2 separate regions of the Hordeum vulgare genome follow, and region 1 is linked to region 2. The links are chromatin contacts, called in public Hi-C maps. All regions are on one chromosome and are shown on one strand. The core of a region is the stretch at or near the end of the contact, and the rest is flanking DNA. Distances in the headings are between cores, read along the strand shown. Region 1 has its middle 31 kb from the start of LOC123424818. Region 2 holds the start of LOC123424815 (sodium/hydrogen exchanger 2-like).

The links. Hi-C and Micro-C count contacts between places; a contact is called where the count stands out from the background.
Region 1: a contact with region 2 is called in a Hi-C map of leaf, with 4 times the contacts expected there. The contact joins the enhancer-like site here to the promoter of LOC123424815 in region 2. A contact is called at or near these places in 1 of 6 Hi-C or Micro-C datasets (leaf) and 1 of 1 datasets of contacts at active chromatin or transcription factors (embryo).

What each region holds. Positions count from the first base shown.
Region 1 is chr2H:50,410,370-50,413,933 of MorexV3_pseudomolecules_assembly, reverse strand. No RefSeq gene overlaps it. Among protein-coding and RNA genes, the nearest start is that of LOC123424818, 31 kb to the left of the region's middle. Within about 2 kb of position 2,188, at least 2 of the 3 cell types and tissues checked have open chromatin away from gene starts, as enhancers often do. A contact at or near this core is called in leaf, where this site is marked.
Region 2 is chr2H:50,272,938-50,276,371 of MorexV3_pseudomolecules_assembly, reverse strand. LOC123424815 (sodium/hydrogen exchanger 2-like) reads left to right here and starts at 1,991. Exons shown (of 14, transcript XM_045108511.1): 1 at 1,991-2,568; 2 at 2,677-2,795; 3 at 3,361-3,434. The coding sequence starts at 2,389.

The sequences.
Region 1 (3,564 bases), core at 939-3,438, 140 kb before region 2:
CTCCTCTCACCGCAGAGCCTCCCCTTCTCTTTCTCTTCCTGCCTTTCTTTCACCCCGACCAGCAAAGTTGTTGTTGTCGCTGCTACGAGGGGCATCACTGCGTTGCGACCACAACTTTTTTTTACGACAGCGACGGCGAGCTGTTGCTGCATAGCGACGACGCTGCCCACAGTGACGCAGGGTCACAGGGGTAGCGGTCGCCGACGCTGTAGACGACGGTGTTGTCGTAAGGCAACCGCTAGCCCTCTAGCCAAGAATGCTGCAATTGCTGGTTGCGGTGAGGACCTGTGCCACATCAAGCTGCATGCAACCCCTACAATGGAACTTTGGTGGGGCTGTCGAGTGCTACAATGAAGCTTCGTCGGGAATCATGAGTGATGCGACGGAGCTTCATCGTGGCAGTCCTGTGCTGCAATGGATCTTCGCCGGAGGCGCCGGTGTCGCGAAGGAACTCCGTCGAGGCCGTCTAGTGCTGCAATGGAGCTTCGCTAGGGCCCACAAATTCGGCAATGAAGCTTCGCCGGGGTCGCCGGTGTTGCAATGGAGCTCCGTCGAGGCCGTCTAGCTAGTGCTGCAATGGTGCCCCACACAATTCGGCAATGAAGCTTCGCCGGGGGTCATTGGTGTTGCAATGGAGCTTCGTCGAGACCGTCTAGTGCTGCAATGGAGCTTCGCCGAGGCACCTCAGTGATGTGATGGAGCTTTGCCAGGGGAGGGGGCGTCCAATGATGAGATGGAGCTTCATGTGGAGGGTTGCTACTATTTGTGATGAAGCATATTCAAGCAAAGTCATGCGTCAGCTATTCACGGCCCACTTTGGTTAAATCAAACGGTGCGATAGAATTAGATGAACGACCAGCGAGACGGCTTAATTTTCCATGGCATCAGCCGGATGATTTGTAGCATCCGCCATGTTTATTTCGAAAAATGTTACAGTTTACTCAAAAACGTCCTGAAAACATGTATTTTTTTTGAAAAAAATCTACATAATTTATTTTAAAAATGTCCAAAATGTATTAAAAAACTAGGGAATTTTTTTGAGGTAGTATTTTAGGGAGGTTTGAAATGCTAAAAACATGGATATTAAGAAATATATACATACTATATTTGAAAAATGTCCAAAGTTTATTAAAAAGTATTACACTTGTGCGCCAATAATGTACATTGTATATACTTAGAAGAAGTATATATGTGTAAAAAAATTAAAACCGGCAAAAAATAGAAAAAATACAAATAAAATCAAGAAAGAAACAAAACAAAACCAAATACATAACAAAGAAAGAAAAAGGTAAAAAAACAATCCAGAGACAACACAATGTATAACGAAGGAAAAAAGAAAACTGAAAGAAAATGACGAAAAATCAAAGAAGAGCTAAAGGAAAAGAGAGAAGAAAAGAAGAAAAAGAAACACAAAGCAAAGTGAGCGAACCTAGGGCTAGGCATGAGCGGCGAGAGCTACTGCACTAATGGACTGGCCCAACCCAGCGAATACAAGCTAATTACTTTTAAGGTTTTAGAGTATACTGGGATTGATAAACTCATACTGTCAATATGTAAGATTCAAAGTTTAAGATTTGATTTAGCTTTTGTCTACAAGTTTAAGTTTGTTTGGACTTTTGCCTTGCTAGATTGTACCGTGGCGCACCTGCGCATGTGCTCTGCTCGGCGAAGAGCTAACTGAGCATACTTAAAAAAAAATATAAATGAAACTCCATGGGCACTGGCGCCCATGGTTTTATTGATATAGAAGAAGCATCCCTCATGAGAAACCAGAAATTCGTCCCCGACGTGGATCGAACCCTGGTTGCTGGAGACGCCACTGCGCTCCCTTGCCACTAGGCTACAGCCTAGTTCTCAACTGAGCATACTTAGATTTGCGTCAATCAGTTACCAGTGCCCTGATGCCAAGGTTTGGATATTGTTTCTTGACCGGATCTCTTAGCCACGAAAATGCCAGGCTTTGTGCACCATGCTAACTGCTATCGTACGAAAACATTTCGCTGAAAAATCGTATTGTATCATGTGCCCATGCATGTCAACTGATCAACGAAGTCGGCCATCTACCCTAGAAAGCAGCCTAGCCCGTGTGGACACGGTGCATCCCCGCCTAGGCTAGGCTCCCACGTCGCGCATCCGCATGGCCACTGTGTGGCCACAGCACGGTGTACGCTTTACACGGAGATAGAAGCAGTGTATAGCCCGATGATCCTCAAGGTGATGGCACACGGAAAAGCAGGAAGTTGGCGGAGACGGTCCCTCTAGGCCTCTCCGCCTCACGCTGCTGCCGGGATATTCTTCTTCATTCTCAGTCCACCCACACTCCACTTGGGACCTCTTTCTTTCTCGACAACTCGTCCAGAGACGCTCGGTAATCAATGTTGTCCGGTGCCGGAGCTTCGCGGCCGGCAGGGCACTCGAGCTGCTTCTCCAGATACGCTCCGGCGACACGAGGCAACAGAGCTCCAAACGAATCATGAGTCCAGACAAATGATTAAGAATTCATGCACCGGCAATCAGGCGTAGAATATGATGGTAGGGTCTATTTCGGGTCCAACATACGTGAGTGACGGTGTAAGTAAGCCTTATCGTTAAAGGTCTTGACGGTAGGATGTGATATCCTGCCGTTAAAAACAATAACGATGGAAAAAATATCAAAACCGAAAAACTTTTATACATCAGGTTAAATCGTGTTAAACTAAGGGGCAAATAATCAAGATAGTGAAGTTGTTCACACCGTGTTGTATACGTGCGTCGACATCTATCCCACCCGAGACGATTCTCCTGCACTGTATGCGTGGCCAGTCACTGGCCACAGTGCCGACGCGTGTCCTACTGTTGCACGAACGCAAATGTATGCAGTTCGTGGATGGGACAGGACACTGTCACGGGAAGGGAACATTATGGAGTTGATTCCTCTAAATAAGAAGGAAAAAGTATAAAACAAACCTTCAATTTATAGATGAATGCTAAAACAAACCTTGAACTTACAATTCTTGAAATTAGCACAACAAACTTTCTTATCCCGGTATGTTTTGAACTTTGATAGGTTTTAGCTGGGATTCGCTGAACTGGACCAGCCCATTAATGCAGTCGCTCGCCCTGGTTTGGCTTTCATGATTCTTTTCTGGTTTTTCCTTCGTTATACTCTATCTTTTGCCGACTTTATCTGGTTCTTCTTTCTTTGTTATACTTTTGGTTTCTTTTGTTTCTTTCTTGACTTTCTTTATATATTTTTTACTTTTGTTTTGTTTCTTTATCAGTAACCGGATTTCTTTTTTACACATATCTAATTATTCTCAATACCATAGTAAAATTTTATCACAAATATATTTTAATACACTGTATTTACATTTTTTTGGGTACTTGTTTTCCAAAAAAGTTGAATACACGCTAATATTTTTCAAAAGACGCTTTACATTTCTTAATGAACATATTTTTTCATAAAACTATATGATTTTTTTACATTGTTAGACATTTTAAAATTGTCTAAACTTTTTCAAACACATGTCACGTATATTTTTTAAGGGTATGACACATTTTTTACATCATGCAATTTTTTTACAT
Region 2 (3,434 bases), core at 742-3,241:
GTTCGCTTCATGGAGCAACCGCTGTCGGAGTCCACGCCGTGGATGGCCTCAGTTGTCGCCACCGCGCGGATGCGAGCGGCTGCCGGGGGCTTCGCCATAGGAGTGGCCTCGCGAGCGAGGGCACACCGATGTCGATTCATCTGTGCTGCTGCCGTGTTGCGTGCGCTGCAATGGCGACGACCGAAGGTACTAATTCTTGATGGGGACTGATGTGTGTAATATTTAAATTGGAAAAGAAACACTTTGTTCTCGTAGCAATTTAGATCAGGCGTTTGGTCTTTGCATGATTCTGTTATGGTAGATGGCCGCTGCGTCCAATACGGCTTCGGCGTCACACCCTGCGGCCAAAGTCTTCTTTTCTTCTTGCGCAGTACACTCAAGTGGAGATGATTCACGCGAGTGCATTGTGTACGTGAGAAAACAATCAATTGTTAGATCGTTGATCAATCACAAGACTAGATCAAATGGACAATTTCATCATTAATTCGTCTTGTGTACTATGTCTTGCTGTGAACAGGTCGGTCATCGATGCCATGCGGAGCTACGCGTCGCGCCGTGAGCGCCTGTGGCCGTGGCCGCTGCTGGAAGCGCGGGCGCCGCACGTGGAGAGAGATCTCGCCGGGGATAGCAATGGGGCGTCGGCATCGCTGTCGAGGGCTGGCCTGGAGCGTGGCCTCGAGCGCTACCGATCCGTGCGGGGAGACTCGCTGTGTGGCCCGTGCTCTCGGTAGAGGCGTGCGTGATAACGTGTTAGAGTAAAACGAGATTGAATGAAAGTGAATGAACGGTTAGTCTTTATTGATGATAGCAATAGGGTATTTATACCCGGGCGGAAGTACACATGTTGCTTGAGAGTCACGTAACTTGAAGTTACTTAAGGGCCAAGTTATTACATAGTTTCCTTGAGAGTCAAGGAAGTGCATGGTTGCTTGAGGACTAAGTAACCTATCTAAGAATTAACTTAATCTTAATCAGCTTAATTAATAAGCAACTAATCTATTCTTAACAGAATCAATATAAGGAAGAAACTAAGTTGTCGGGTGCATAATTTAAGTGGGGATGCGCACTCATCCATAAACCTGGTCTATCCTTTGCCTTTTTGCATTTTGTTGGTGGCACTACGGGCAATTCATGTGTACAACATCCACATGTTCTATTTTTTGGGTATTTATTTGTCATCTAAAAGATGCTAGCTTTGATGGATTTAGGTATGATCTACGAAGAGGAGGATTGTACCCTACACGAGGTAAATGAACTACACAAATGAAAAATGGGAGGGCGTTGGAGCTGCATTGTTAGTGCTGGACATGCTTGAGTTTAAAGGCATCCCAATCAGGCGAATAGACATGACCATATATCAACTGAAGGTAATCAATCCTAAATCTTGCATCTTATATCTTTAAGTATTCAGTGTTTGTATAAACGCATGTTAATAATGTGCACGTGTGGACAATTCATCATCTGCACAAAAACCTTCGTTATAATGACTATCCACTCAACGTCTCCTTTTCTTCTTTATAGTATTTCTCATCAAAGATTAAAAGTGTCGAACGGCCCACCCAAATTTTTAACCCGTTACAACGCACGGACATTTTTCTAGGAATCCATCTAAGAACGAAAAAAAATGCTGATTTTCGTAGTACGAGGAAATAATTAATGAGTTTGGGCTCTCGTGTAGGTATAGGAAAGGAATTCGAGCACAATATAATGAACCCCACTGGCCATGGTCCATGGATAACACCCGAAACCGGAACTGACCACCCTGTCACGACGGGAACACGGGTGGACGCCGGGGATCCACCTGGGCGCCCCAGATCGGCCCGAGGCCGCCGGACACGTCAGCTCAGCCACCCCCACCCCTATCCGCCGCTCCGCCCCCGAACCCCAACCACCGTCGCGCGCCCCTCGCCACCCACCACGCGTCCCCCCGCCGGCCCGCCAGCCCATCTCCTCCCCCTCCGGCGGCTTTAAATACCAGCCGGGCCAACCAAACCACCAACGGAACCTTCTCCAGATACCCCGCCCGCGCGAAAAGAATAGAGGAGAATCCCGACCTCCCCGCCCGCGCGGCTGCGCATCTGCCCCCCCTCCTTCTCCCTCCTCGCTCCCCACCCCGGGTTTCCCGTGCCATTCTTTCCCTCCCCACCCCGGCCCCGGGCACGAAGCAGCGGCGGAGACGGGGCCAGGAGGAGGAGGAGCTCGGCTGTTCTTCGTCTCCCCGTCGATTCGTCTCCGGATTAGCGCCGCCGGCCGTTCCCCGAGGGCTCCGTCCGGGTTGATTCGATCTGATTGAAAAAGCCCGCGTCTTTCCCCGAGGGCGCGCGCTCGCTCGCCGGAGCTAGCTGTGTCTCGTTCGGCCGGGCTCAAGGAAGAAGAGTAACGGGCGGGATGGCGTTCGAAGTGGTGGCGGCGCAGTTGGCGCGGCTGAGCGACGCGCTGGCCACCTCGGACCACGCCTCCGTGGTCTCCATCAACCTCTTCGTCGCGCTGCTCTGCGCCTGCATCGTCCTCGGCCACCTCCTCGAGGAGAACCGCTGGCTCAACGAGTCCATCACCGCCCTCATCATCGTAAGCCCTCTCATTAACGATTAATTAGCCTTCCAATTCCTGCTCCGGCGCCGGCCGCCGTCGCTAATGCTCGTTCCCCTTCTTCTTCCTGGCCGGGCGAACGAACAGGGGCTGTGCACCGGCGTGGTGATCCTGATGACCACCAAGGGGAAGAGCTCGCACGTGCTCGTCTTCAGCGAGGACCTCTTCTTCATATACCTCCTCCCTCCCATCATCTTCAACGCCGGGTAAGGGTACCAAGGATCCATTCCTCCGAGCTCACTGAACTTCTCCGTCGAATCTCGATCGATTCTCGCGTGTGTTTCGATCTTGTTTCTTCCCGGCCTAGCCCAGCTGTGCACCGTGGTATCGGAAATGGCTTGTGCATGTGGTGTGCCTTCTTTATTCAACGAATTTATGTTCTTTATTTATTATGGCAACCATGGATGTTCCTCCAGTCCCTCTGGCATACCTGGATCTACTGCTGGAGCTGTATATTATTTAATTTTTTTTGGATCCAGAAGCTGCTGATTGGCAATATTTGACTGTTGTTCCATCCTGGAACATTAATAAACAATCTGCAGTCCTTACCAGTGTTATTTTTCATAGGATTTGTCTTTTTACTGCGAGTAGGACCACCCATTTTGTTCATGGCATTTAATACTTGTCCTTACTGCTGGATGCCTGTAATCCTGCTCCATTAAGGAAACATCTGTCTCTAGAAGAATTTGCCCCATCATCAATAGGCTGAATTTTGGTTCAGCATTCGGATCTCTTCTGAATTTGAAGGTTCTCAAACCCATTTGTCACCAGTTTCCAGGTGAAGAAGAAGCAGTTCTTCCGGAATTTCATGACAATCACATTATTCGGCGCTGTCGGGACGATGA